Linked DNA regions of Mus musculus: regions 1, 3 and 4 are each linked to region 2. Evidence: chromatin contacts called from public Hi-C and HiChIP or PLAC-seq data. All regions are on one chromosome and are shown on one strand. Each heading gives the region's core, a stretch centred on a gene start, on an enhancer-like site or on the middle of the called end of the contact. The rest is flanking DNA. Distances are from core to core; before and after follow the strand shown. Region 1 has its middle 51 kb from the start of Gm34229. Region 2 holds the start of 4930488B22Rik (RIKEN cDNA 4930488B22 gene). Region 3 has its middle 6.8 kb from the start of Gm23349. Region 4 overlaps 1700112H15Rik (RIKEN cDNA 1700112H15 gene).

The links. A called contact is a pair of places that touch in the nucleus more often than the background predicts. HiChIP or PLAC-seq counts read pairs in DNA pulled down with a chosen protein or histone mark.
Region 1: a contact with region 2 is called in an H3K27ac HiChIP or PLAC-seq map of the HPC-7 cell line, with 6 times the contacts expected there. The contact joins the enhancer-like site here to the promoter of 4930488B22Rik in region 2. A contact is called at or near these places in 1 of 15 datasets of contacts at CTCF or cohesin (stem cell-derived epiblast-like cells), 22 of 484 Hi-C or Micro-C datasets (bone marrow-derived macrophages, embryonic stem cells, myeloid progenitors and 2 more), 15 of 115 datasets of contacts at active chromatin or transcription factors (the HPC-7 cell line, bone marrow-derived macrophages, craniofacial prominence and 8 more) and 1 of 9 other capture datasets (embryonic stem cells).
Region 3: a Hi-C map of bone marrow-derived macrophages shows a contact between it and region 2, with 29 read pairs. The contact joins the enhancer-like site here to the promoter of 4930488B22Rik in region 2. A contact is called at or near these places in 12 of 39 promoter capture datasets (the 3T3-L1 cell line, 3T3-L1-derived adipocytes, the C10 cell line and 7 more), 7 of 484 Hi-C or Micro-C datasets (the 63-12 cell line, the C10 cell line, Th1 cells and 4 more), 4 of 115 datasets of contacts at active chromatin or transcription factors (the HPC-7 cell line, bone marrow-derived macrophages, fetal liver and 1 more) and 2 of 9 other capture datasets (bone marrow-derived macrophages and embryonic stem cells).
Region 4: a Hi-C map of bone marrow-derived macrophages shows a contact between it and region 2, with 28 read pairs. The contact joins the enhancer-like site here to the promoter of 4930488B22Rik in region 2. A contact is called at or near these places in 4 of 39 promoter capture datasets (embryonic stem cells, hippocampal neurons, liver and 1 more), 7 of 484 Hi-C or Micro-C datasets (the HPC-5 cell line, bone marrow-derived dendritic cells, bone marrow-derived macrophages and 3 more) and 8 of 115 datasets of contacts at active chromatin or transcription factors (the HPC-7 cell line, the NIH/3T3 cell line, acute myeloid leukemia and 5 more).

Annotation. Positions count from the first base shown.
Region 1 is chr1:184,478,918-184,486,372 of GRCm38.p6, forward strand. No RefSeq gene overlaps it. Among named protein-coding and RNA genes, the nearest start is that of Gm34229, 51 kb to the left of the region's middle. Within about 2 kb of position 3,369, at least 10 of the 459 cell types and tissues checked have an H3K27ac peak or open chromatin away from gene starts, as enhancers often do. A contact at or near this core is called in the HPC-7 cell line, where this site is marked.
Region 2 is chr1:184,710,556-184,718,219 of GRCm38.p6, forward strand. It overlaps 4930488B22Rik (RIKEN cDNA 4930488B22 gene), which reads left to right and starts at 1,942. Exons shown (of 3, transcript NR_040627.1): 1 at 1,942-2,739; 2 at 2,851-2,963; 3 at 7,624-7,664.
Region 3 is chr1:184,569,570-184,577,304 of GRCm38.p6, forward strand. No RefSeq gene overlaps it. Among named protein-coding and RNA genes, the nearest start is that of Gm23349, 6.8 kb to the right of the region's middle. Within about 2 kb of position 3,947, at least 20 of the 459 cell types and tissues checked have an H3K27ac peak or open chromatin away from gene starts, as enhancers often do. A contact at or near this core is called in the HPC-7 cell line, Th1 cells and bone marrow-derived macrophages, where this site is marked.
Region 4 is chr1:184,533,136-184,540,533 of GRCm38.p6, forward strand. The region is part of intron 2 of 1700112H15Rik (RIKEN cDNA 1700112H15 gene); the gene reads right to left. Among named protein-coding and RNA genes, the nearest start is that of 1700112H15Rik, 21 kb to the right of the region's middle. Within about 2 kb of position 3,421, at least 58 of the 459 cell types and tissues checked have an H3K27ac peak or open chromatin away from gene starts, as enhancers often do. A contact at or near this core is called in the HPC-5 cell line, the HPC-7 cell line, acute myeloid leukemia and 3 more, where this site is marked.

The DNA.
Region 1 (7,455 bases), core at 2,119-4,618, 230 kb before region 2:
GATTGGCTTTAATAAAGATCTGAAGGGCATCTCTGGGACGGAAGTGGAGGGCAGATCTTCAGGAAAGAGAGGGACACAGGGAGACTAGATGAGGGGTGAGGGATGGACTTGGAGGTGGAAGGACGAACTGGAGCGGAGAGGTAGACCTGGCCATATGGCGGGACACACGCCAGGATTAGGCGGATGGAGTAGTCAGGAGACTGACCAATGAAGGCCTGAGCTTTAAAATATTAATAAGCATCTGTGTCATTATTTATATCACTGACATGGCCAAGATAGTCTTGCTATAGACCACAGCAAACAGCTATGACTTAAAAACATGTCAACTGTAATTATTATCAGCATGAGTTATATAAAAATATAGTCCTTCTATACATTCCAGTGTGTCGGCATGGCCGGTGCCTGGGTCATCCCACCCAGGGTTCTGGGTTTGCTTAGAGACTAGAGTCTTGATGGTCTGCTTTCCTAGCCAGCACTGACCACAGGAATGAAAATTGCCTACAGAGGATGAAAAAGAACTGTCCTTGGGTACGTCCGAGGAAGCGAGAATGTGGAACACAGCAAGTGCTCCCTGTTATGGAGTTATGACAACATAGAAACTGTAGGACCTGAGACTCTGTCTTCCACTAATTCAAATAAATATTGAGCACCTTTTAAATACCTTGCCAGATACAGGGGAAGATTTTAAGAACTACCAGTGTACGTTTTTAAAGTATAAGACTTATCTCTCCTTTCCCTTAAAGTCCTAATATAATCACTTAAATGATACTAATGCTGACTCCAGAGCAGTGGCCTTTCACACGGGTCACCTAAGATCTTCTGAAACACAGATATTTACATTACAATTCATAACAGTAGCAACGTTACAGTTATGAAGTAACAATGGAAACCATTTGATGGTTGGGGTCACCACAGCATGAGGAACTGTGTTAAAGGGCCACAGCAGTAGGAAGGTTGAGACCCTCTGGTCTAGCGAGATGGCTCAGTGGTTAGAAGTGCTTGCTGCTTTTCCAGAGAACTGGGGTTCACTTCCTAGCCCACAGGTCAGGTGGCTCACAACTTCCTTGAGCTCCAGGGAATCAGACATCCTCCTCTGGGCTTCTCAGACACCCACAAACGTGTCAAACACATACATGCACGTTTTAAAATAAGTCTGAGAAAAGAAAACGGAGCCCTACCACTCACAGAGCAATTCATGAAGTGCTTTCTGCTAGCTTTGGTCTGAGTGAGACCAGATAAAGCTCAGGGTCGGTCCTCTCCAGGCCAGATTGAAAAAGCCACGACTATAGCACATTGTAGCATGTATCAGTGCTTTCTGCAGTTCACGGACTTCACACTGGCTCATTGAGAAAAGGAACAGCATCCGCCTGTTCTACAACATGATACCCAGGAGGGACAGTGTTGTACCTAGGAGTTCCACTTTAGGCTATTAAGTAGCCAAATGAAGACATGATAAGAAGAGCAAACTTCACACACACACACACACACACACACACACACACACACACACACTTCCAGCTGTTTACTTAGGCATGACTAGGCACATGTGAGAATATTGGGGCTTCAGCACATCTAATCATGTGTTTTCTCCTCACTCATAAGAAACCAGCACACCCCACTATTCTGATGAAGTCTCTGAGGTTTGACAGACAAGCCCTACATGGCCATTATGTAGTGGTTATTCTCTGTATCAACAGTTAGCATTCCCTGCTGTGGGCCAGAACCTGCTTGGTCTTTCTCATCAATTCCTCACATGTGAGTGGCTTGCCAAATGCAGAAGACAGCCCACGATATTTGGGGAAGTAGAATCATGTACTAAGCCTTACATTTCTTAATGTAATTAGCCAAAGTTTGAGAAATTTCTCAGAGTGACTGAAGCATTGGGCCAAATCGCAAACCACAGAGATATTTGCAGCTTAAATGTTCTTTAAGTAACTGCGCTGTTACCACAGCTCCTCGGAGGGTTCCCCTTTTCTGCCAATTGCACATTGATACCTCTTCCTAAATGACTGGCCCCATCAGAACACTATGGGCCTTTATAAGAATATCTCATGCTTTGAATAATTTATTCATTGTGTTGGGAGGGGAAGACCCCATCTTGGAACTCACCACGAGTCCAAGAGTGATCAGCCTTGAGCGTTGAGTGTTGAGCGTCGAGCAGGCTGTGCCTCACAGGTTCAGTACAATGCCTCACAGAAAGTTAACTGAGGAGGAATTCACAGATGAGCTGCAGCTGCCCCTACATCCTCAACATGATCTAATGAGTGTCTCCGGGGCTGAGTCATTTCAGGTTCAGCCAAAGCCGTCAAATGTTAGTGTCAACAAAAATGTTGCTCACAATTGCTCCATTAGCTTTTGGGGTCGATGTCAACTGTCCTAGTGAACTTTAAGAAAGTCACTGTATGTTAGGATAATGGTGCCCAATAGCTCAGCTGTCACCCTACATTGTCATCTTGATAGTCCGTGGTTCCCCAGAAAGATTAAAGGAGGTCAGAGTACCCAGCAGTCCCTTCTACATAACATGAGGCAGCAGCAAGGCTTCTAAAGGATGGAGGCGCACTGACATAGGAAGAGAAGTTGGTCTATTCCTAGCAGTCATACCATAGTAGTGTACACGAAGTAAAGACTCTCTGCTTAAGCTTTTTACAGTAGGCATTTCCCTCCTGCCTGCTAATTTTTAACCTTAGCAAACAAATAGAAATGAATCTTGGATAAGTAAACAAAAAGGGAAAAAAAGGTAATTTAAATGTTTGTTGGTCTGGAGAGATGGCTCAACAGTTAAAGGCACGCGCTGCTCTTGCAAAGAATCAGGGTTAAATTCCTAGCACCAAAAATTGGGCAGCTGGCAGCCACCTGCAATTACAACTTCAGGGGACCCCACATCCTCTTCTTGCCTCTGCGAGGACCTACACACATGTGCATGTGCACACACAGACACGCATGTACACATAAATAAAAAATAAGACTCAAAAAAATTTAAACATGTCTCCCACCAGCGACCTCTATACAACAGGAGACCCAAACAACCTTCTGCTCTGTCACAGCCTTGATCTGGGTTCTACAACGCGCTAGTTAAAATTCTCATGGTCACCCAATGACAGTCAGTCCCTAGGAGTTCTGGAATGGCTGTAAATCCACCATTTCCTGCAATTCATCAAAACCTGGTCTTTAAATGGTTTTGACTTTCTTCAGAACCGTCACCATATATCACAGCCGTGGCAGTCCCCTGCGTCCCTCTTCCCATGTATGGCTGGGTCGCCTTTCAGAGAGAAAAAGTATTTTCACCACAGGAAAACGCAGGATGGAGTGACCTCAGATGAGACATGAGTCATGATCCGAAGTGCAGATAAATCGAATGAGCTTATCTCTGGGCAGAGCTAGAGTCAGAAACAAAACAGCACAGTGCCTGATGGGATGCAAAGAGGAGGAGAGAGCCGACAAGGAGCCAGCTGATTGACAGCAACATGGCGCTGAAAGGAAACAAGGGGTGGGATTCTTGCTTCAAATTGCGAGTGACTCCTCTCTGGTTTCAGCTTCAGCACCACGGCTTCTCAGTTCAAACATTGAGTCTTAGTAGTCAGTAGGTCACTATAAGACCTGTCCAAAGGCCCCATCATTTCTTCCTCTAAGGCAAGAGGAGGAAAGAGATGTATACTCTATACATCCTTTTAAAAAATGCTAGAAGTTGAGATTTCTTCTAGGTCATTCCTGGGAGTCATTGGTTGGCTATTTAATGTCCTCAACCATAATGTTATTACCTTCAATTACCTAAACCAGTGTTTGAGCTTCAGAATGTAAGTATAATTGGAGGCACAATAATATATGCTAATATTATTTTCTGCTCACAAAACCTCTGAAGACTATCAGACTTCCAAGAGAAATGGCTCTCCCTGCGAGCTCTATGAGCTACCTCTGCGGCCTCTGTTTTAGTCTCTGGTTGCCTGTGTGTTCAAAGTCCCCCCCGATGTCCCACGTCTCTGGTTCTAGCCTCATTTCTTGTACAAGTTGTGCTTTCTCTTTCACCAGTTTACTGCAGAATTCAAAATTCCAGTGGCAAGAAGGAGGCCTTTAGGCTTTTTTAATTTACAGGGGTGCCAGGGTGGTTTAGTGTGTAAAGACGCCAAATCTGATGACCTCAGTTCCATCTCCAGAACCCCACATGGTGGGAAGAAAAACTCACTCGTGACAGTTGTCCTCTGACCTCCACATGCACGCCGGGCAAACATGCACACACACACACACACACACACACACACACATGCTCGCACATACGCATGCCTGTGCGCACACACATCACATACACAATATATAGAGGTTTTAAAACCCAGAAAAACATTCATTTCCTTTTGTAGAGCACAATTCTTTCCTACTTGGGCACTCCTTGTTTGTGAGTACAGTGAATGGCGTGTCTCACCTGCTAGGTCTGCCCCTCCATGATGTCCCTCTGAAGAAAAGCAAATCACTGGCCACATACAAAACTTGGCTCCTGTAGTTTACTGGCTAGTAAATTAGAAAGCCAACGCTTGGGTTTGTTTAGTACTGCGCTAGAAAGGAGAATTTGCACTTGATTAAACCCAGTCTAAGAAAAGGACTGCTGCCTAATGTGTCCTCTGTGGGGTCCGAGAGGCCAGCTGGAGGAGCTCGTCCACAGCAAAGGCTGTCTCAGAAGTCACCCTCGGGACACAAACACACTCAAGTGGGATCTGGATGGCCGTTCTTTTAATAAGGCAAATCATCAACAGAGAGAGGTTTTATAACTCATTATAAAACGGTATTAATAGTAAGAGCTTTAACTGAATGTCACAATGTGCCACATGGACAATGGAAGTAACCACCCTCTGGTTCCACTTGCTCCTGGAACTGGGAATGGGCCTGGGAATCCCAAGGCTACATATTGAATGGGGGAAAAAATCCAACAATTTTTTCCCTCCTTCCCTCCCTCCTTCCTTCCCTCCTCTGATCCCTCCCTCCTCCCCTCCCTCCCTCCTTTGTTTCCCTTCCTCCTCCCTCCCTTCCCTTCTCCTATTCCTCCCTCTTTTCCTCCCTCCCTCCCTCCTCCCATCTCTCTCCTTCCTTTCCCTTCTACCCTCCTCCCTTTCTTCTTCCCTCTTCTTTTCTTTTCTTTTGTTCTTCCTTCCCGTTTCTCCATTCTGTACCCTTTCCTCACTCTCTTGCTCCTTCCTTCCTCTCTCCATCTCTTCCTTCTCTTTTCTTTTAAATGAAAGGAACACAGCTGTGCGAATTTTTTGATACAATTAACAAAACTGTATCAGGTAACCATCCCACCCATTTCCATGTTCTAAAAAAGGTCCCTGTATTTTCCATCCCTCCTATAGTGCCTAGTTTTCCTACTGGTATAAATGAGATTCCTGTTTTGCCTGAAACTGGGTGAGGTCGTATTTGCAAAGATGAACGGTGTATGTAGAGACTTTAATTTCTAAAAGTTCTCTTCACAGGACTTTCTGAGCCTTGGGGTGGGGATGTGTATAGGTAAGTCTTGTTCCCATGGCTGCCCTGAAGTTCCCTCATTTGGGTCACAAGAATAAAAAGAACTCCACCATCTTTACCAACATAGGTCTCCCCAGCTCCGTTTGGGGAAGAGCCCAGAAATTGAAACAGGCAGTCTGGGGTTCTGTTCTCAGCCCCAGCGGGGGCTTACTCTGCTATTTTAGTCAGTTCTCTTCTTACCTGTAGATCGATCCCGGCACACCAACCCCTTTACTCCCTTCCCATTCTCTAGAGCTAATTTTTGTACATCACAGAGCAACCCTATCTTCAGGACAGCCTACAAACACCCTGTTCTCCCCAACGGCGTATCAAGTGCTTGGAGACAGGGATGGAAGACTTTTACTCTCTGTTCACACAGAAAATGGACAGACAGAATCGCTGCTGTCTAGTGGTCAGAGCCCTCATCCGTTTTTTGTTTTGTTTTGTTTTGTTTTGTTTTTTTCACGAATGTCCTCTGGACTCTCTCGACTCTGTTATTATTAACTCCATAACCCTCTGCTGGCTACTTTCCCTTGACTCTTGACCACACACCAGAGCTCTGCTTCAGAGCTGATTTCCCCAAGCTATCTTCCTCAATTTCTCTAGCTAGGGGGAGGGAAGTGAGAAGCCCTTCCCCTTCTGCGATCTCCATTCATTGAGCTACCTTCCCTGTGCCGTTTAACTCTCCCTGTAGTGTTTTATGTCAAGCACAGATGCTTTGGACTTCTTAGGAGGAAAGCTGGGAACCCGGAGATCTCACTCCCGGACTCTCTCTGGTGCCCTACCTAGACACCAATGAAATGTGTGGTAGTCCTGGCAATTAGTGGCACCATTCAAGGCTGCCATATTTCATATTCCAGCAAGCTCACCTTCCACATCTTCCATGAGCTGCATTCACTTAGGACCCTGTATCCAGATGTGACTTGGGTCCTCAAAGGTAAATTCTAAGAGGCACTCTGCTGTAAGACTTGGTCTGACTTGATGCCAGTGGAAAAAGTAATGAAGTTTTCTCCTTCCTACGTTCCTTAGTTCCTTCATTCCTTCCTTTCCCTCCATCCCTCCCTCCCTCTCTCCCTCCTTCCTTCCCTCATTCCTTCCTCACTTCCTTCCCATTCTTCCTTCCTTCCTTATTTCCTTCCTTCTTCATTTCCTTTCCTTCCTTTCCTCATTCCTTCCTTCCTTCCTCATTTCCTTTCCTAGCTTTCTTCCTTCTTTCCCCCATTTCTTCCCTCCTTCCTTCCTTTCTTCCTTCTTTCCTTCCATTCTTCTCCTCTCTCTTCTGTTTCTTGGCTTCCTTTTTCACTCTTCTGTCTTCCTCTTTTCATCCTCTTCCCTCTCTCCCTTCCTCCTTCCCTCTATCCCTTTTTCTTCCTTTTGCACAGAAGGAGCATCACATAGTTCTGTTGTTTCTTGGAGGCTGGTTCTAGTAACGCAGAAGTAAAATCCTTCAAGTTGTCAAGGATTTGGCTCTATGTAATTTCACCAAATAGAGTAAGGATTCCCTGATCCGAGGAGCTCATCTTCACCGTGAAATCTGCTACATTGCTGCAAAGGCAAAATACAAGCCTGGGGGCCGAGCAACTGGGAAGGCACAGACTCTGGGGCCGAGCAGCACAAATGCGCAGTCTCTGCATTTTCAATTATTTTGGCCAAAATGAATCACTTGCTTTCTCTTCTTTTCTTTCTTTCTTTTTTTCTTTTGGAAACGGTTTTACCTCCCATTCCCTTGCTGGACACATAATTTTGATTTATAAACCTAACAGTCCCGAGTAACGGGACGTTTTAAACAAATCGGATGCGTCCAGCCTGATTGTTTTTCTCCTTTCCCCTACAGTGTTTCTAGAAAACACTCTAACCTGCCTTCTGGAAAATGCAAATTGAAGTTGCTGGTAGCAAATCTCAGGGGTGGAGGTGCTGACTCCCAAAGGCCCCCAGTTCCTGATCATTTGAGGCGTCCCCTTGTAAATT
Region 2 (7,664 bases), core at 692-3,191:
GAGTTCCTGTTAAAGCCAAGTGTGCTGGCACATACCTTTATCCCAGCACTGGGGAAGCAGAAGCAGGAGGATTCTTAAGGCTTATTGACCAACCAACCTGTCCTAATTGGTGGACCCCCCCCCCAGCCAATGAGAGACCTTGTCTCAAATGCAAGAGGGCTAGAAATATGACTTGGGGGGGGGGACTTGTTATGCAAACATGAGTGTCCCAAGTATGCACATTAAAAAAATAAAAATAGAAATAAAAACAGATGTGGTTGTATCCATGGCACTGTGAAGCACGGAGACAGGAGGATCCCTGCAACTTACTGGCTGCTGGTATAGCTCTGGGTTCAGTTGAGACAGCCTGTCTCAAAAGAATAATGCAGAGATAGATAGGACGGCACACCCAAAGTTTTTCTCTAACATCTACAAGCAAACACATGTGCACACACACACACATACAAACAATGCACACATATACCACATGCATACCATATAAGATGAATACGTCTAAAGCAACACCCAAGGCTCACCTCTGACCTTCATACACACATGTATACATGTATATACATATATACACACACATCACACACACACACACACACACACACACACACACATGAGGAGGCCCAAAGGAAATTTGATGCAGAACAGAAGTCTATGTCATCAGAGAAACCAGGACTGAGGTGACAAGGACATAAACCACGGAGTGCCAGCAGCAACCTGAAGCTATAATAAAGCACATTTCTCCCCTTGTGACTTCCAGAAGGATCTACCCCTGTCAACACCATGTCTTCACCCTGAAAAACTCATTTCAGATGTCTGGCATCCAGAATGGTGAGACAATAAAGTGAGGAAGTTTTAAGTCACTAGGTTGATGCTAAATTGGGGTAGTAGCCTAAGAAACAAGCTGATACTCCCTCCCCAGCCTGCTGTGACTTGTGGAAACATCTCTGGGTGGCTTTCACACTTCCAGAAACAGTCCATCGAAAAGTGTCTTCAGAATGACCCGTAGAATCCGTCCCTTTACATCCTGCCAGAATTCCTTCTATTATAGTCTACTTTGTTTGCAAAAATAATAATAATTTGTGATATAATACTTAAATAGTACAATAAAATTTGTTCAAGGAGAAGACAAAAATGGGAGAGTGAGCCCGGAGGTGTGAGCCAGAAATCCCAGCCTTTGGGGATGCAGAGACAAAAACATTTGGAGTTCAAGGTCAACCCTGGCAACAAAGTGAGTTCCAGGCCAGCCTGAGCAGAGTGAGCCTCTGTACCACAAAAACAGAGAGGGGGGTGGGGGGAGGAGAAGAAGGGAGGAAGGAAGCAAACAGGGGAAGATGGGACTGGAGAGGTAGCTCTCTGGTTTAAAAGCAAGCAAGGTTCCTGCTGTGGTCCTAAGCTCAGTTCTCAGCACCCATATCAGCCAGCTCACAACCAGCTGTAACTCCAGTTCCAGGTGACTGGGTGCCCTCTTCTGGCCTCAGTGGGACCGACACAAGGGCACAAAGACACGCGATTGAAAATAAAACAGAGATGGAAGCCTGAAAGGAGGAAAAGGATGGAGAGACGGAAGAAGGGAGGGGATGACAAAGAATGCACAGTTGAAATTGATATCAGCACCCTAAATCCATACCTTACCTCTGGAGTGTTATAATAAATTATTTAAATCCCAGCCGAGGTTTCTACCCCACCTTTGGTTATTGAGTTCCTGGATGAAAAACACACTCACAGCCTTCATAGTTACAAGCCTTAAGCAGCACAATAGCTGAACGGATGGATACCTCACCTCCAAGCTGTTAGAATCCACTTCACTATTGATAACCCTGAGTTATTACTTACTATTTACCATGTTCCATCTGGGCTGCTCTTAACTCTGATTGGGTAGTTCTCATGACCCTTGACCCTTAACCCATTGTGACTTTCCTTCCTCCTCTCCAGTGAGCGCTCCTCTCCCACAAGCCTGGGAATCCTAAACCCTACCTATGTCTCTTCTGCACAGCTATTGACATCTTTATTCACCAATCAGAATTAACTTGGGGACAGGGTCACATGAGCTGTGTGCAGACTCCAGGTCTTGGGGGCCCACACTTAGCATTACAATAGACAGTAAAAGGCGAAACCTCAACACTGGACATTTACAGAGCCATTTACCCAGCCGGTGGGATTATTGTGTTCTCTAACAGCCACAGCAAAGGATGTCAGTGTGTCAGTCGCTTTCCTGTTGTGATAACACACAATGACCAGAAAGTGGGAAGCTAAGAAAAATCACTTCTGTCACTGCAAACAGAGCAGAGAGAGGACTGAGGCCATGATCACTCAATGCCCACCCTCAGTGGCGTGCTTCCTCCTGCATGGCTGCACCACCTAAAGGTTCCATGACTTCCCAAACAGCACATGGAACCACACATTCAAGTACCTGAGCCTGTGAGGACATTTCTCACTCGTCACCACCACTACTACACTATTTCCTAAACTGGTCTGATCATAACAACCCCTTGGATACTCATTAACCATCCACATATCCAGTCCCTACCTCACTGAAGATCTATAAAAGCAAATCTAGTAGAGAGGTAGTTAAATCTGGATTCTAACAAATCCCCAAGAGGGACGTGACCCGCAAGAGGGTCAGAGTTCATCGTGTAAAACGAAGGCATCCTGTCAAGACTGAAATGATGTCATCAACTGTGTGCCTGTCCAGGTGAGATCCACAGCTGTCAACACTCCCCAGTTCGAAGATGGCTTCTTGGTAAACTGGTAAGAAGGGAAATAAAAGAACATACTCGTGCCCTAATTGAAGATAGGTACAGTAATAGATTCCTGAATTTCATCTTCTGTTTCCCTTTTCCTCTTTCCAAATTCACTCAGGGTTTTTTGAGGGAATCTCCGTGGACAGGAAAGGGCAAAGGATCAAGGTCAGCTGATGCAGACAAAAGGAGGGGCCTATGGATTCCATCATTGTCATCCAACATCTTCCTAGGGTAAGAGACCATGTGGATTTTAGCTGGTGTAGTACACACAAGAACAGAGGCTTGGTAGCAGGATGAGTCAGACTTAGTGTAGGGAGATACCGAGAGAAGCATGGATGAAGATCCTCTCAGACAGATCCCTGAGTGCAGCTCCCTTCCCCACCGTCAGCCTTCAGTCCTGGGAGTTAATAACTTTCCTTTAAGGCCTATACCATCTCAAGTTGCACCTAAAGGCAGTACTGCCATTGTATTAATCTTAGATTTTTATTCAATTTTTAATTATGTGTTTGGGGTGGGGGAGAGATATGGGCACAGGTGCATGATGCCCATAGAAACCAAAAGAGGGAGCAAAATCCCTTTGAGTAGGAGTTACAGGCAGCTGTGGACCACACAGGACCCACCTCACTAGCCACGAAGGAAGCCACCGGTCATCTCCAATGCAAGGGTATGTGCAGCGCATGCAGCAGGGAAGGAAGGGGTGAGGCCTGATGACATCGTCGCCTCTCTGGCTGTCCTTTCCCAACTACTCCAGCTGCCCTGAGAGAATGACTTTAATACTTAACTAGGATGGTTAGCTCTTAAGAAGAGATTTCTGGTCCAAAGCCTGGGGTTTGATTCCCATCAATATAAAAATATTAATTATGGGAAAGGTTTTGCCTTGCTTTTCATTCCTTGACAACTTTATTCGAGTGGATTCTGAATTTAGGGTATTTTTCACCTCTATTACCCTCCCCCCTCCCTCTATCCTTCTCCTACTCTCCCTCTTTTCCTTCCTCTCCACCCACTTTCTCTCAAGCCCTTCTTCTTCCCAAAAGCTCCCTCTATTTTGATGTGTCCCCCTCCCCGCCCCATGGTGACATGGATAAGAATGAGTAGTTCATATCCAGTGGGGGAACACACCAGTGGCTACATTACTGAAGGAAACTACCTCCCCTTCTCCTGCAGCCATTAGCCACCCGCAGTCCCCCTGTTAGAGGTGGGGTCTCGGGAGCCTCTTGTGGCAAGATTTTTAATAGTAGAGAATTCCAGCTTCACCAAATAAAAATGTCCTGAATATTGTTATATAGTAACGTGACTCCCTCACCAGTACTAAACTTACTTACAGCTTACTGTTACTTACAGCTTACTGTTGCCCTTTACATATGCAGAAACAGCTATCATGGATACAGGAGTGGTTGCTGTTTAAACAGAGGCATGGTTACTGTTTAACTCTATGTAATGCGTTCTTCACAGTCACCTGGAAGGGGCAGGGTTATTACTACTATTCCTACTTCAGCATTTTTCAGAGTACTTTTTTTTAATTGTGTGTATGTCCGTGTATGAGTGCAATGCCCCTGGGGAGTCCAGAAGAGAATGGTGGATCTCTGGAGCTGGAGTTACAGGTCATTGGGAACTGTCTAACATGGGGAACTAACCTGAGTCCTCAGGAAGAGGAGTGCTCTTAACCAGGAGCTATTTCTCCTGCCTCTGTTGTGCTTGTTTTTAGAGGAGCACTGAAGCTTAGCTATCCCCAACTGACAGCAAAGGGAAAAATCAGTTCTCTCCAATGGCATCTCACTGGTATACAAACCACATTCAAGGGCACGCACCATACCCAGCAATAGATGGCTAATCCAAAACACGAACCCAGTGGTATTTGGGGAGATTTTTTTTTTCTCATAATGCTTTGTCTCGCCTTTAAAAAAAAATCTTACTTGTCTTTTGAAGACAGACAGACAGACAGACAGATGATAATAAAAAGATATATTTTTTCTCAGATTGGATGGGATTGAGATTTATGCTTGTCTGGGCATGTGTCCTGATATGTTTGTGCCTCTCATTCTTTTTCTTCAGTTTTGGTTTTTTGTGGGTTTTTTTTCTTCATTGTATCTTACTCTGGTTTATTTAGATTTTTTCCCCTCTGTTTGTTTTCTAAAAGGGGTGGGGGTTGAGAGAGAAGAGCAAAGAGTTGGATTAGTGGGGAGGTGGGAGGATCTGAGAGGAGAAACTGTAAAAAGAATATATTGTATGAAAAAGACTTATTTTCAATTTTAATTTGTTAAAAACAAAACAACAGCAACAAGTGAACCGAAGCTTAGAGTTCAAAGTTACAAAAGCTGTCCAGGATTACAAAGACAGCACATCCCACACAGCCTCCTGTGTGCTGAGGGGAGGCATCCAAGCGAGCCTCAGACTTCCTGACAGACTTTCTTTATAACTTACAGGATGATTTTCTTATCTGAGGCAGAGTCTCTGGAAGCCCAGGCTAGCCTCGGCTAACCATGTAGCCCAGCCCAGATCTCAAATTCCTGAACCTATTGCCTCTGCCTCCAAGATTACACCCAGTGTTTGTCTGTGGGACTATATCTACTTTTATACATTAGCCTAGAGCAGTAAAACCCTGAGATAGCAAGTCAGCGCCTCTCCCATCTGATAGCGTGGGCTATGGAGCAATTCAAATATGGCCGCTGCAGTCGACAAAATCTATTTTTCATTTCATGATTAAGTAAATGTGAACAGTCCTACAAACAGAGGCTGAGCATGGAAAGATTTTTGAAAAGCATTTTTTACCGAAATACAATAATAATAAAAAAAAACCTGGAATGTTTGCAAAACGTTATAAACGCACACATTATGATGTCACCACTACAAACTATCCCCTGAGAGAGTTGTGGGGTAGGCAATAACCTTTTATTGTGAAAATAGTTTTGACCTAAGGGATCCTCTGAAAGGACCCTTCAGGGGCCCGGGACCACACTGGGAGTCTTAGGGGGCCTGGCCAGGCTTATCTCCTAAAGGCTCTGAAGGAGTCTGTCACCTCCCTGTGGGGGACACTTCCTTCCACTTTTGCTAGACTTCTCTGGTTCTCCAGTGCCAGGCGCTTGTCATGCCTGAACTTAGAGAGGCCAAGTGCTCACTCCAGGTCTTTGCAGTTTGCTGGCGGGAGGGACAGCAGTGACAGGGGCTGGGCTGGCTAGGGGACGCATACCGCTGGGGTCCCAAGTCTCCGAGGTGGGAGATCAAACTAAGAAATAGAAAGGAACGCCTGAAGTCAAATTCAAGCTGCCGGCCAATATGGAGAGGAGGGCTCCCCAGAGTCCATCTTTGCCCCCTCCTTCCCGCAGAGAGGAAATGGGAGGCCAGGAGTGAGGGGTTTCACGGGGTCTTCTGGGGCAACTCCATCAAAAAAATTATTTTCCCACAGACGAAGCCAAGAATATTTTAATGGCTTCCCCCTGATTGAGGGATAAATCTATTAATTTATGACCCAGCCGAACCGTTGTGTCAACTCCGCCCACTCTGAGAAAGACTTCCAAATCCCACCTTTTGTTGGGATCTCCTACTTCCTAACTTTCCCTCCTCCTTTATTCCCCACAGCCCCTCCATGCTTCACGCCGATCCCCTAGCACCAGCCCCAAATAAATCGCCAACAACTCCCCCAGTTGCACCCCATTACCCTAGGAAAATTCTTCAGGAAGGCGACTCACCACCTGACCCTACAAAGAAAAGACATCAAGAAATCAAGTCACGGACAAAGCCCCCAGCACCCAGCAGGGCATAAAACGGTCGCTTGCCTGAAATCCCAGCACTGGAGCCTTGACAACAGGAGGGTTAAAGTTAATTCTGGGCTTCATAACAAGTTCGAGGCCAGCCTAGGCTACGTGATAAAAATTAAATGACATCCAGAAAAGATAGGAAACTTCGGTATGATTGGGGGTGGGGGGTATGCGGCCAGGAGCAACCTGAGCGCTTGCTTCAAACAAGCAGGGTTCCTGTAGTGCAATTGGGCGCAAGGACCTGACCCCAACAGTAAATCAAAGCGGAGTGAAAAGCTGGTGTCAGGCAGACTCAATTAGCGTGCCCCCGGGGTAATTGCTAACCAGCCCCGCTTTATCTACTGGACCACCTGTGTTGGCCGACCCTCTAAGCTCTGAGCTCCCCAGCGCAAGGGCCAAGGAGCTCGATGCTCCCTGAGCTGAGCTGCTTAAGAGGTGAAAGCGACCCTAGCTCTCCTGTGATTCGATTCTTTGTCGAAATTGGAGGGAAAGTAATTGTTACTGTAGAAGACTTAGGTAACTGTGGGAACACACACACACACACACACACACACACACAAACGGGGGGAGGGAGGGAGGGAGAGAGAGAGAGAGAGAGAGAGAGAGAGAGAGAGAGAGAGAGAGATTTCTTCCCAGTTCTACTTAAGTCGAGTCTGTAGGCAAATCCATTTAATCGTCTTAGCCTAACTTACCTATGCATTAAATGGGGATTGTAGAAGTAATAATGTAACTGAAATTTGTTTTAACAAAGCAAGTGAGCAAATAGGTTTTTGAACAGTGCACAGTGCACAGGCATGCAACAATTACTGCGTACAAATTGAAAGCTTGTGGCTGGTATTGTAAATTCGACCCTAAGCCGTTTCAGTAGTTCACCATCTTGGTGACAGTATGGATAGAGCAATCTATGGCCCGGAGCTGACAGCCCAACTCAACCGCAGTTCCTGTACTCAGGTGTGGCTTGGAGCCTGCGAGGAGAGACCACACTGCGCTGGCTTTCCAAAGCCAGTCTGGCTGAATGAAATGGTCTCAAAGGGGCTCCTGCCCCAGACCCGATTCTCCAGCCATCTTCCTGACTCCTGTCACCTAAGGCCAATGGAGTTCGCACTCTCCCTGACTTTTTGCCTTGTTCTTTACAGAAGCCACGGAAAAAGCATCAAATCTAGGTGGTAGGGGCAAA
Region 3 (7,735 bases), core at 2,697-5,196, 140 kb before region 2:
GCTGCGGCAAGCACTTCACCAGCCCTGTTCCTAGTGATTTTTGAAAGGCTTATACAGTATTCTGATGAGAAAAATTATTATTCTAATTGTTTATCCCTTGCAGGTAAGGGGCTTCCATCATTTAGCATTTATTTTACTGTCTCCAGCTTTCAACTGGGAGTGTGATTTGTTTGGCTTGGTGTCCCTGCATTTCTCTCTTCTGGATTTCACCTGGCTTCTGAAATTAGTAGGCTTTTTACCAAGTTGGAGACACTGTTGATTGTTCTTCATTAGAGTTCTTTTCTGGTCTCCATCTTTCCTCTCCTCAGCACCTGCAGTGTTTGCAATGCCTGCAGTGTCTGCCTACAGTGTCTTTAGTGTCTGCAGTGTCTGCCTGCAGTGTCTTCAATGTCTGCAGTGTATATCTGCAGTGCCTGCAGTGTCTGCCTGCAATGTCTGCAGTGTCTGTAGTGTCTATGGTGTCTACCTGTAGTGTCAGCAGTGCCTGCAGTGTCTGCCTGCAGTGTCTGCATTCCTGGTGGCTCACTCACTAACTCTTGTTCTAGTTTTCAAGGCTAGGATGCACTAGTCACTGGTTTTCAGGTTTTCTCTTTGTTGCCATTTTTCTGTCTTCCATTTACCTGGCCCTTGCCTCTGTCCCTTCCCCATCCTGCTCTTCAGCCTAGCCATTAAGTATCTTATTTTAATTAATTGTATTTTCAGTTTAAATTTTTTCATTTCTTTTTCTTTTGTTCTGAGACTTTGTATTTCCTAGTTAAGGCTATTTCTATAATTTGTAATTCCAGCCAGGCTTATATTTTTAACAAACTATTTTTATGACAACTGATTTAAAATCTTGGCTAAATCATCAGCTGATGTTAGTGTCTAGTTTTTATTACTTAAGATAGAGTCTTGTGCTCCACAGCCCACTGCATTCAGCCCTTCGACACGGTCCTCATGACCTTCCACACCTGGCTATGTTTGTGTCAACTATCTTTCTGTTTTCAATTTGGGATCTTCCTGTTTCTTAGTGTAATGGGTGGTTTTCACTGGGAAAAAAAAATAAGGCTAGCTTGAGTACAATACCATGTAACTCAGGATCTTATCCAAACCTGTTTTAACTGGTTTCTTCTAACACAGGCCTAACAGGAGAAAGAGTAATGCCTGTTACTCCACCCAGGTGAAAATAGTGTAGGTTCCCACTTGGGCACCACTGGCACACGGAGGAAGTCTGAAAGCTCCCCTGTTACTGCTGGACACAATGAGAGTTACTTCTCGTCTGATGACCACCACTAGTACCAAGGAAGGAGGATGGTGCCCACATAGGGCAGCAACAGTCGCCAGTCTTCACTAGGCCTCCTCTAACACCACCCACCTGCGGCTATGACTGTAAACCTAGCCTACCCACAGTCTGTACTGAGACCAAAGAAGGAGGTGGCAAGAGGAGGAGATCCCTCACTATTTCTCAGTGGGGAATGGAAGTCCCATCTCCTAACAGATGCCCCCCATATCAACCCAGGGAAACCGAATAACACATCCCATTCCAGCTTCTGATGGGCCCTCCTAGGCCAATCCCTAACTTAAGGAATGCACCACAGGCTTGCCCACAGGCCAATCTGATTAGACCGTTTCCTTAATCGAGGCTCCCTTTTCACAAATGACTCCAGGTTGTATCAAGTGGATAAAGAAAAATACAAACAAGCAAGGAAACAAACATAACAAACAAAAACTAGCCAGCATGGTATTTAATTGCACTTAGCAGAAAGAATGGAGGCGTGTATATCAGCTATATCTTCCCCCCAAAACAAAATGCATATTAAGAATTAATAATTAACTTAATTAATCGATACTTAATGGATAATATTTTCCATAGTGATAAGTGCCCATAATACTGACTGTCCTAAACTATGGCTAAAAGTCTGTCTTAGTCAGGGTTACTACTGCTTTGATGAAGCACCATGACCAAAGAAACTTGGAGAGGAAAGGGTATATTTGGCTTACACTGTCATAGCACTATCATTGAAGGAAGTCCGGGCAGGAACTCAAATAGGGCAGGAATCTGGAGGCAGGAGCTGATGCAGAGACCAAGGAGAGGTGCTGCTTACATGGCTTGCTCCCATGGCTTACTCAGTCTGAATTCTTATAGTACCTAGGACTATTAGCACAGGGATGGCACTACCCACAATACGCTGGGCCCTCCTCCATCAATCACAAATCAAGAAAATGCTTTACAGCCGGACCTTATAGAGGTATTTTCTCAATTGAGGGTCCCTCCTTTCAGATAACTCTAGCTTGCATTGAGTTGACATAAAACTAGCCAGGACAGTTACCAAAGCATGCTGAGGAATCTTCCAAAAATTCAACTAACCACATTCAATAACACAAGGAAATGTTCATGACATACAGTTGTGAGGACAAAGAAATCATAAGCCGAAATGTACATTGTGATTTTTGTCATGTAAAAACTACACATGAAAAACTCACAAAATAACCAAACATAGAAAAATAGATGAATGAATGGATGGACAGATATACAGATTATCATAAATGAATGTAAAAGTGGATTTTAATTGTGCATTTCTGTATTTTAAAACCACCTATACACATGCAATACCTTTGCAATGTCAATGATATATTATACTTCCATATATTATACTAATATTACACTTCCATAACTCTTTTGCAGATGCACGTGGCTATCACATGTGCTATAGACATTGCTATCTCAGTTTTCTTTCAAAGTGCCCGAAGTTGGAGAGATGGCTTAGTCAGTGAAGAACCCGCTGTATAGCCATGAGGATCCAAGTTCAGATCCCTAGCATCCACATAGAATCTGGATGTAATGCTAAGTACCCACAGCCCCAGAGCTGATGACCAAGATAGGAGATACTGGGTGCTCAATGGTCAACCAGTTTTGCCAAAGTTGTGAGTTCCACATTCAATAAGAGATCTTAAATATTAATAGAAAAAGCAAGAAAGGAAAATATCTGACCTTTAGCTTACACACATACACACAGAGAGAGGGGGAGGGCAATGGTGCAGGTATATGCCCACACATACATGCAATGCACACACACACACACACACACACACACACACACACACATCTTGAGTTTATTTCATAATTGTCCAATTTTCCTTTAAGAAGGAAAAAAAATGTTGCCTCCTGCTCTCAACCCTTGTTATGTCCATCACTCTACAACTTGGCCCCAAACCAGTTCTTTCTATAACTTCATCCTAACTCTTCTGTGGCAGAGACCTGCACTTAATGGACACGTCCCTGATCCCCTCTCCTGGCTGACTTTATCTGTGCCAGCGCAGGCAGAATGATGGGAAACCAAGGACGACCTAGAAGGCTTTGCCGAGTGAGGGGAATGAACAACACACTCATCGGAATCAGGATCTCTTATGATCTAAACATTTTTATTAGAGGAGGGCTCCTGATGAGAGCAGAGCATCTTCCCAAGAGCCCCAAACAGTTCACCATTTTGCTCAAGTGATTGTAGCAATCAAGGAAGCTCATTGGAATCTCGGCTACCCAAGCAAACATGGGCCATCTAGGTTCACCAAAGCAATGTTCCATGGATCCATCATCTTCTGACAATGACCTTCTTACACGTTGTCACCAACCCCACCCAACCCCTGTCTGTGTGCATCAACTTTCTGTATAGACAAGCTCTGTGGGCACTTCCTGCCTAAAAGACAAGTACTGACACTTGTTCTTCAAGCAGAGAGTTGTGGTGCTGAAGATGGGACTCGGGATTCTACGAGTACTTCGCAGATGCTCTAAGATGGAGCCGCATGCATCCCCAGCCCTCTCAAGGTTGGGAAAGAGACAGGACAACGATGTAGCACCTTCCATATGTCACTGGGTAGGTGGGTGGTTTGCTCATAACTCTTCTCCTCTCAGCAACTCACTGAAGCTAACCAGAAACCAAGTAACAGCAGGAAGCCACAGATAACTGCCAGCTGACTTTCGTCTCAGACTTCCACTTTAAATTGGCAAAACTTATGTTTGTGTTTGACAGCCCAGTGGTGGCTCAGCAATTCGAGACACAGAATCTCTTTCATTTCCACATTGCCTGGTTTCCCAGAAACCACGCTCAGATCTCTGAGCCACAACAAAGAGATGCACACTTAGCAAATCAACCCCCTTTGCTTCTTCCACGGGAGCATATGCATTTTCAATTTGGCATTTCCAAAATGTCTGCACCTAAGGAAACAGAGACACTTTTTAAAAGGCTGTTTGCTTTCAGCTGAAAATAGTTACCTCTTAAAAATATCTTTGTTCATGGACACGAGAAGTGAGCAAGAAAACCACAGCCTTCATCTCATAAGAGCTGCAACACTCACCATCTGAGATTAACAAGATGTACAACAAAGAACCATGCCAAGAAACTTGAATTGAGTGGGTCTGAGACCCTGGCACGCAGGCACCCACCTGAGAGGGTAAGTGTCTCCCTGATCCCTGCCAGATTCCTGGCCCAGAACACGTGGCCACACTACCCATGTCGCTCAAGTAGCCCAGAACAGAATTCTACATGCTAACAAGGCATCTAGATGCCCTGGAGGTTTAACCAATAAGCTTCCCTTCCCAGACATTCCTTCCTGCAAAAGGTATTTAATCTCTGGTCCACCCTGAGAAGGTGGTATGCACCCCTTTTCCACAATGAACAAGCAATAAACTGTTTGGAACCAAGGACTGTCTCTTCCATCAAGGACCACTGTGGGGAACATGGAAAATACCTTTGCCTACAGAGCCACAGCCTACAGAAGGCCCCTTTGTGCTCCCAGACAACCACTGCTAAGCTAAGGACAATAGCAAATGAGCTAACTCAGCATTCCCCATTCCCCTGGCCCTGGGCTCATCATCATCCTCAGCCCTCAGGACTCCAACTCCATTCCCAGCTCCCTGAGACCCAATGGCGTCAAGATGTCCAGGAGTTTGGGAGCCCTAGGCCCTGGCCTCGGCGCTAACCCATGGACCTCCGGCCCTCTGTTCCTGACTCCACTGTGCAGTTTTCCAGAGGTGACTGGATTCCCGGGAGTCAGGGAACCCAGCTTCGGTGTCCCTCCCTGAGCAGTGTATCAGCGCTTCGATTGAGCCCAGCACCTGACAGCACGCAGGCTAGCCCACAGCAGGGCAAAATGCAGACCCACAACATGACTTACAGGAAATACTACATGCTCAGCAAACGTTAGTGGAGATGGGGTAAGAAAGGAAGGGAAGAGGGCAGAGGGAAAGGGAGGAATGCTTACATACATAGAAAATTCCACACTAATAAGTAAGAAACTATTGGCTGTTGACAGATAAGTAACTGAGACATTGACCTAACAAATTAGAAAAGCAGGGCCTTGCTCTGTGTGTTTCTCTAAAGTCATCTGTAAGCTTACTATGGAAATATATTCCTTCCATTAAACAGAGTTTAAGAGACTTGGGGAGATGGCTAAGTGCATGAAGCCCTTGCAGTGGATATATAAATCTTGTCAGCTCAAATAGTAGACATGATCCCATTTTACATATCAAATGCTAGTATTAAAAAATGGCGAATAGCCGTTATTTTAAGCACCCCCTCCATACAGTGTTTTGTTTTGTTTTGTTTTGTTTTGTTTTGTTAAGATTTATTTATTTTCATGTGTATTGATGTTCTGCCTGCATGGCTGTGTGAGGGCATAGTTCCTCTGGAACTGAGGTTACACACAGTTGTGAGTTGTCTTGTGGATGCTGGTAATCAAACTTGGGTCTTCTGGAAGAGAGGCCAGTGCTCTTAATTACTGAGTCATCTCTCCAGCCCCTGGGTGGTTGTTTCTGAGTGTGGTAATATGAGTGCTCTTGTTTAAGGGTCTAGGGGGGCATTTGTTTGTTTGCTTATTCTAATTTTTTTAATGTTCCAATTCTGATAGACATGAGTAAATGTTTTATTGAAGGGAGGTAGATAGCCACAGACATATATGCATATTTAAGCTATTTTGTAATGGTACTTTGTATGGAGTGATGTGTCAAAGACTTCTTCCTCTGGGTTCCCACAGAAATATCATGTTCTTCAGGTGCCATTCTCAGCAGGCCTTGATGCTAAGAAAAAGATAACCCTGGTGGCCCCGAGGTTCTCACACAATTTAAATGAGAGTTTTGTCTCCTACTAAGTAATTGAAACCCCAGAGAATCAAACTTCAGAAATAACCTAGTCATGGGAAAGTTCGAACGTTGTAATACTGTGCATTCACATCAAGATTTTAGTCATAGGAGCTGGAGCGATGGTCTGTTGGTTATGAGCACTGACTGCTCTTCCAGAGGACCCGAGTTCAGTTCTCAGCACTCATATCTGACAGCTCACAGCCACCTCTAATTCCAACTCCAAGAGATCTAACACTCTCAACTCCAAGAGATCTAACACTCTCTTCTGGCCTCCACAGACACCTGGATACGTGTGGCACACACACACACACACACACACACACACACAAATAAAAGTAAATATTAATCTTCAAGATAAAAAAACATACTCTAGTTTAAGTGTAAAACTTAATGTATTACTTAAGAGCTCAGAAACAGAGTCAGGAAGCCACAGATTGAAGCTGCATCGCCCCGCTGCCTTCTGTGGGTATGTGGCATATCATCTCTGTCAACCTCAAGTTTCACATATATATGATACCTGCGCCGAAGTGACTAAGGAGAACTCAGTCATATAAAAGAATCCTCGGCCCAGATGCTTTCACTGAATGCTAGAGTGGTGTGTCTGTCAGGTAACACTATCCCAGTTCCATAATGACGTCATTAAACTTAGCAATGTTAAGTGGAATTTACTGAAAGTCATATGGACGTAAGAAGAAAGAAGCTGAAAACATCTGTGAGTCTACCCTAACTGGGTAGAAATTCATGGGTAATATAACATCAGATATAGCTTCCTAATCCATACCAAATCAAAGGTGAGATTTTAGGATTCCACCTGAGCAGTTTGAAAGTAACTAAGAGTGAAGCAGGCATCTCTGGACCCCAGAAACTCAAATGACAGTGTGGCACAGACCGCTCATCCCACTGGCAATATCTTGAGTAGATGCAGACGGAAGGAGATTGATCATCTTGGTAAAGACGCTAAGAAAACCACAGGAGATTTCAGCCCCTTCCTTCTAGAGTGTTTGGGACTCACACCTGTCCTTGTCACTTACTGGCACTCAATGAGTCACTTCCACTGATTAGTTCCCGTAACTGTAACTGCACCTCAGAAGCTCAGGAAATTCTTGAAACTATTCTCTAGGGCTGGCTCCGCCTCGCAGTACATGCCCTGCAACCTCGTCAAGAGACTTTATGGGGGGGGGGGTAGCTGTTCACAGAAAGCTTTGTTTGTTTTTCAGATTTATAAAACAGCCTTTCTTGGCAAAGTCTTTTTAACAACTTCTTTCTCGCAAAAGGTGACATAGAGCTTCTCCCAAAATAAATCTGACTCTTTTAGATGCTTAGACCCGAAAGTTCTGAGCCACCCTAACCACCTAGTGTCACTGGAGATACTGCACAAGGAAATGAGGCTACATCTTACTGAGTTTTTTCTTTTCATTTAAGCTTTGCAAGTTTCATATATGTGTATAGCAGAACCATGATCATAGCCACCCCTTACTCTAATCTGCAACTCCATCTGAGTTCCCTCAACACGTCTCCCTCCCAATTTCTGTCCTTTCACCTTTTAAATAGAATTCCCTGAATCCCATTAGTGTTGGCAGCATGTATATGGATGCGGGGCCATGCACTCAGATGTGGGAA
Region 4 (7,398 bases), core at 2,171-4,670, 180 kb before region 2:
TCTCTATACAGCTTTACTGGGCACACTGGCATTAGCTTCCCTTGGTTCACTGGCCAGTGGTTTATAAAATGGCAGAGTATATATGTCTGGTTTGTCACCTTGGAAGGCTTCATGTTGTCTCTGGGAGGAAGTAGCAATTATTCATACATTTTGTATTTAAAGATTTACCTTCTCAATATTGTTTCAGGAAATTAGAATTTAGAGGTGTGTGTGTCTGTGTCTGTGTGTGTGTCTGTGTGTGTCTGTGTATATGTGTCTGTGTGTGTTATGTGTCTGTGTATGTCTGTGTGTGCCTGTGTGTCCTTGTGTGTGCCTGTATGTGTGTCTGTATGTGTGTGTCTGTGTGTGGTGTGTGTAGTGTGCCCATACCTATTTTCTTTTCAGTGTTATAATCCCACACTTTAGTATTTTGAAAACCAAACAGAAAGCTTTGAGCAGCTTTTCAATGTAACCATAAATTTACTTTTAAAAAAAAATCCCTTTGAAGAAGTCATCAAATAAATTAGCCAAGTTGGAAAAGCGCCTGTAGTTTGTGTTGGCTTTGGGTCTTAGGGAGCCCCCTTAATAAACAACATCCAGTGGACTCAGGCAGTAACAATGTAATTTCAATGATTAATCAAGTGTTAAAACTAGTTTAACCTCTCCTGTTTTACAAACTCTCCATCACCCTGACTAAACTAATAGAGGAATAAGACACCCATCTGGAAATCTCATCTGAAATATTAGATTGGGAATCTAAAATTCAGCCAAATAGTGTGGCTTGTAGGGATATCCTGTCGGATAATAAATTGCATTAATCTTACTTAAATTTTCCATCTAAATCATGTCCTGAAGCCGTATTACTATGAGGGAAAAAAAATGCCTTGCTTTAATGCATTGTGCTACTGAAAACGATATTAAAAGGAGGGGGGAGGGGAGAGCTTTCCTTTCTTGTTTTGACTCTGCTTGATTTTCCACCATAAAAAAGAAAAAAAAAAATAGCCCACATGAAATTTCAGGATTCTTCTAAACCAGCGGAGGCCCCCTTGAGCCACCATCAGCTCTGCCCGGACACCAACAGGAAATAATGGTAATCTCTTTCAGGAACTTTGAGGAACTTTTCCCCTAATTTATATGTTTCTTCCCTGTTGGTGAACTCTGAGTCATAGTGGCTCATAGCAATTTGGTCTTTGTTGTTGTTTCCTTTGTGTGTGTGAGTGTGTGTGTGCCCATGTGTCTGTGTGTTGTGGGAGTTGTGCTTTCTCACCTTCTCTTGACTTTCACACTTCCAGAACTGTAGCATACATCTTCCTAAAGATGTTCACTATGAATTTATTATTCCTTCTACTTTTAATAGAGAACAGTCATCTATGCCAACACATTTCGAGCACTTTCTTATAGCTACCAGAAGAAAAGGATCTCGCTGTGGCTTTCTCAGAGCTCTGAGGAAGAACTCGGCTGGCCCTGAAGCCCCTTGCGGTTCTGACCCACTGTCTGCCACTTACTGCCTGCTGTCAGTATGAAGAGCATTAGAAGGTGTTAGAATAATGTTGACTCAATGTGAAACCACAAGTCCTAGGAAATATTGACTCACCTCTGTTGCTTGGAAGGTGTCTGCTCTGTTAGAATTTACAGAGAGAGAAGGGTCCTGGGGCAAAGTCTACTACCATCATCCCCATGCCCTTGGAAATAGCTAAGAAGAGAGGGGTGTCACTCATCAGAAGATGAGTGTCCCATGGCCTCTTATGTCCATCCCTAGATTGATCCTCACAGCACCGTCTCTATGGTCACCTGTGGAGGAAGAAGTAGGAGTTACATAGTTTAACCCCTTGTCAGTGAGTACTGGTAAGGGGTAGTGTGACGACAAGAGCTGAGGTCTCCAGTCTACTGACAGCTCAAATGGCCAGTACGAGTATTAAGTAGATCTACTTCTAGGCTTCTGTAGATGTTCTAGGGGCCCCTTGAGTCCAGACTATCATACCCCCAAATGAGCTGTGAGCACTGTAAACTCAGCCACCAAAGCCACCGGGCTTGTGATTATTCTCTCCCTCCATCTCACAGTTCCTCCCTGTATTCAGAGCTCCTGAATCCTCAGAGGTTTACATGAGAAGCACATCTGGTATCCACCCCTCCTCTCGATTCTATTATGGTATCCTATCAAGTCCTCGGGGCCTCTCCTATGAAAAGACTCTTAACAGTTAGCAGCCATCGCCTTCACCTGACCCTTCCTCCTACTGGACGATCACTCTACAATCACAGTGTGTTGATTCCTCTGTTCCCACCTCCTCCAAAGCCCCCATCACCCACAGAAGCAATCCCTGCTGCAAACTTCCCAAACTTCCTTGCTGTATATGCAGACTTCCCTAAGGACTGAGTCTTATGGCTCCTTTTAGAGTCTACATGGCCTGCCACCCTGCACAAGGCTAGGTTGAACCCTGAGTTCTAGACTTCACCTGAAGTCCAGCATGTCTTCAAACATGTTGAAATGACCACTCTGCTTATCTCGGACTGGCCCAAGCATCTTCAATGCAGACCAGTTTCTACCCACCTTTGTCTACCAACATGTAACCAGTGTCCACTGACTCAGCCACTGATTCTGCTTCACACTTTCAGGTCTGATGTAAAACTCTTGGGTGAAGCTGAGACATTGCCAATCCCCCGTGAGGGGATTTTAGCTGGACTGCTTATTCTATGGTTTCATTTCCCTTGCCTTCCCACAACATGTTGTTCCTTCCTCCTTAACTTCTTATGTGAGCCTCACCAACTAAAGCGCACTGTTCAATCTTCTGAATACCCACTAATTCTTCCCTTTGCTAGTCTAGTGCTAATCTCCCACAATGCTTTTCACCTTAGCTCCGCCCCACCCCCAGTCCAGCCATTCCAGCCATTGCACAGCTCAACAATATTCTGCTTACTACATCTTTCAGGGTTTCTGACATTTGTTGGGTTGAATTAGACACTCACATACTTTAATGTCTGACTATATACTCTGTGAAGCAGGGACCGCCCCTTACCCCAGACACTCCTTGAAGTACAAGCTGACTCCATGAGTGGTTAAGGTAGGCTTTGGAAAATATTCTGTTGAATTCAGTCACTGGAAATGCCTTGGTCTGAAGGACAAAGCAGTGTCAGATATGAATGGTTTAAAACAGAAATATCATAGACCACCAACATGACAGAAGCCTTGCGCTCAGCTATCACATAGCCCTGCCAGCAGAGGCTTACTCAACGACCCACCGTCCATTACTTCTTTTCAACAAGCCACTCTCGTAACATTCTTTGAGGTTGTATGCCCCCACTGAAGTGAATAATGACATAGTTTATGGTAAAGGGTGAACTGAAAAACAGCAGTGTCATTATTGCTGTAAGTACCCACAAAAGTTGTCTATTATCACACACAGATGCAGCCGCAAACACACACTCATCACTAATAAACTCATTTATTTCCACATAAAGTTGCATAATGTTGCACAATCTAGTAGCAGGCTGAGAAATGTCAGCAGTTTAGACCAAGAAATTTGTCAACAAAACCAATACATTTCACCAGCTTCAGCAAACCGCAGTTTCAAAAATCATACCTTCCTCCCCTCTAAAAAAAAAAAAGGAAATTGTCACATGTCACCTTAAATAGAAAGCACGGTGCTCATGATGCCACAGACTAAGCAAACACCAAGTTGAGATAACAAGGAAAGGAAATTTAGAAGTTATAAGAACAGGAACAGCTATGTTGTCTGAGTACTTAGAATGTCATTTTATCTAATACAAAGGGGGAGAAAATCCATGAAAAATTAAAGTGGGGAGGCTTTGGGAGGTGGATCAATGGACAGAGTACTTGGTTGCACAAGCACAGGGACCAGCCAGCCATCTCTAACCCCACCACTAGGGAGGCAGAGACAGGCAAATCCCAGAGAGTCAAGGGCGCCCATCTATCGTAAACAGTACTCTGTCTCCTGTGACACGGAGCCCTGAGCCTTGAGTTAGAGACCATGTCTGAGGGACAGGGAGATTATAAGAGTCAGAAGTGATGGACGGTTTTAAGGAGACTGCATTGTGCAGACATAGGAAGGTGAGTGCACACGTGAGCTTATGGAGGGAGACTGAGACAGTGTACACAGGGCCTCCAAAAGCTCAGACCAGACAAAATCCTCACATGAAGGAGTGGACACAGGTGTAAAGTCCCACCCATTCACAAATGACTGCTGACAGGAGAGGGAAAGTCAGTTTGCTTCAGTGGAGTGACAGTGGTTGTATCAGGCACATCCCAGGTCAGGTCTCATACCCAGGAGGAGTTGGCCAGCATAAATAAGATGATTTTTAATGGCTCTTTTCTTTTATTACAGAAAAGGATCAAAAAGTTCTGGGAGGAGTTAGGATCTGATCTGGGGAGAATGAGAGGACAGGAAAAAAATAATAAAAATATATGAAATTTCCAAAGAATAGATTAAAAAATAAAATAAAGACACTCCTTTCTCAAGATGGAAAGCAATTGAAGAAGACATACAAAAATTGAACTCTGACCTACCCACACAGACATTTCCACATACTCATACAATACACACGGGCACACACACATTTACATGTATGTATGTACATATATATATATATGTATATATATATATATGTACATATGTATATATGTATATATATGTATATGCATATGTGTGTATATACACACATACAGAGAGAAATTCAAAAGGGTAAACTGAACTCACTTATTAAAATCTGCTTAAGAAAATCTTAAATTTCTTTAATGTCCTACTCCCACTTATTATGGCTTTATTGCATATGAGACACTGTGTTATTAATGTCACACAAACAAATATGTAAAGCTGACCTCACAAGCTAATAGAAGAGAAGGGCCCAGGCCCCGAGCTTGGCAATCTGAGGCAACAGGTTGTGGTAAAGAGAAAGCATGGGGAATATAAGCTTTGGGAAGAGACATTCCTTCTTTGCCTCTGGCAGACTTTTTTACTCAGCTCAGCCTGTCTGCCTAATTTATTATTTTCACAAACATGATTATAGATCTTGAAAGTGAATACCTGGGATAATTTGAGGGGGAAATCATATATGCAGAAAGAAGGTGTATAGATATGCACATATATCAAAGAAAAATTTCCATGACTGAAAGAGAAGCAAGGTCATGCCAGAGAAAGAAATCATGAAGCAAATCTGGGGGAGTGGGGACGTCTATCCTAAGGCTTTTTTTACTTGTGGTGATGAGAGTCAACAGAGAGAGCCATGCTGAGCCCATTCATGAGAAGAACTGGGATCAGCATCTCAGCTTGACTCTCTCCTGAAGAATTGACTGACATTTTCTTTTTCTTTTTTTAATTTTTTTATTTTTTTTTTTTTTACTTATTCGTGTCCCTTCTACAGCCTATTAATCTTGGGGATACTTAGGAGAAAAATCTCATCCTCACCAACCGCTGCAGACTCACAATTTAGTCAGAAAACCAAGTCCAAATGATAGAAGAATTCATGTAAGCTAGATGCGGCTGTGAAGGCCCTAAACACTGAAGGCTGGAAGAGACAAGACAGAAGTTGTCTGTGAGAATAGGGTGTTTGGCCTGTGCTCCAAGGAAAGGGACAAGCTGGGGGGGAAATCTACAGAGGCCAAAGCTAGCCACGTTTAGGAGACTCTAAAGATGTTAGCATTAAGTCGATCAAATCTTGGGTCCTGTCAGAGATGAGCTGAAACTGAAGTTGTTAAAGTTGAGGTTAGGGAAGAAGCCAGAGCACAGTGAGAAGTCTAACAGACTGTGGTCCTCTCGAAGAGTCAGAGAGTTGGAACCTGTCCCATTTGTCCCCAGTTTTAATAGCAACTGATCTGTGGAACTGCTCCGTTAGATGGAGGGAATGGATGAAGCCAACATTCAAATGTCGAAGCCAACAGTGTCTCTAAGAGCTGATGTTTTCATCAGGAGCCTAAACAAAAGCACTTCTTTCTTAGTCAGTACTTTCCAATGAATCCAAAAGATGACATCCAAAACCTAAGAGGAAATGCAAAATGGTTTTCCCAATGTAGTCGGCATCTGCTTCTCTGGGATTTACAGAGAGGGTCAAGCTGTGTGACTCGAAGAACCTCGAGTCTGTCATAAGTACCTTCAGCTGCTGCTATGACTATTTCATTCCTAGACTGACCAGCACACGCTTATACATGGCAGTCAAGTACCACTAATCTACACATCCTCACCTCCCCAACCTGGATTGATTGATTGATTGGTTGATTGGTTGATTGATTGATTGATGTGATTATTTTTGCTTTGAAACAGGTGCCCCTAAATTAATTGCCCAGGCTGTCCTCATCCTCACGGTCTTCCTCCTTGGCTTCTAGAGTAGCTGAGATTAAATATACGAGCCAGGCTTTTACAGCATTCTCTCACCAACGTACTACCTTGAGGTCCTCATGAGCAAGGTGATGTGTTCAAGCAGCAAGGGAGACATTACAAAGACGGGACCCCTCCTGTGCCCAGCTCTGCTGCCGACTGGGTGCATGGCATGGGAAAGCAGGCTTCGTCTCACTCCAACTCTTCATCTGCAAAAGGCCAGTGTTAACCCAGCAACACTTTCATCTCTCACTAACCTAAAATTCCATCACAAGGGTGGAAAACTGAGTTAAATCAGCCCAGTCCCCGGTTATATTGCAATAGTTACATTTTAATAAATCTTGCTATCAACGTGTTTACGTGTCATGTGTCTCGTTCACATTAAATCAGAGCACAGACTATGCCCTCAACAAATTGGGTCTTTAAAACTTCCCAGATGTTTAGATTCCAAATAAACAGTAGTAGGCAGTTTGAAAATCACAGCAGAAAGTCATCACTGGTGGGAAGAGGCAGAGCTTCCTAAACCACAGCCAGATAGAGCCAACCCTCCTGAGCGGCCCGGGGCCGGCGGCCTCAGCCTAGACAGCACAGGGCAGTCTGCAGACCTCCGCTTGCACCCCAGGGCAATCATGGCTGTGTGCAGTCTGAGGAGGCAGATAAGCTCAAGATCTATGATCTGCTTTCCTGCCAAGGGCAATTTGCTTGACAGACCTGCTGCTTATAAAATCGAAGGCATTCTTTTCAGTATTAAAAAGTTTGGGGCTTTGTAAGCGAACTGTATCTGCAGCAGCAAGGGGAAATAAAAATGGAACAATTTGATTCTCCAAAGGATGAGGTGGAGAATGAGTGTTGTTTATAAATTTCCATGTTAAAGGAAATGAAAATCACTGGGCATTTGCAGAGTCTGGTCCCTTGTGTGTGCATATGTGGGGATTTTACACTTTGGACATCACAATAATCTAACTTTTAAAGTGCAAGTGCTTCAATGTTTTAAAAGATTACAACAGTGCTAGTCCTCCCGATCATCCAATACCCGGGAGGGGAGGGGGGGAGGGGAAGGGGGAGGGGGAGGGGAGAGGGGGGAGGATTGTTT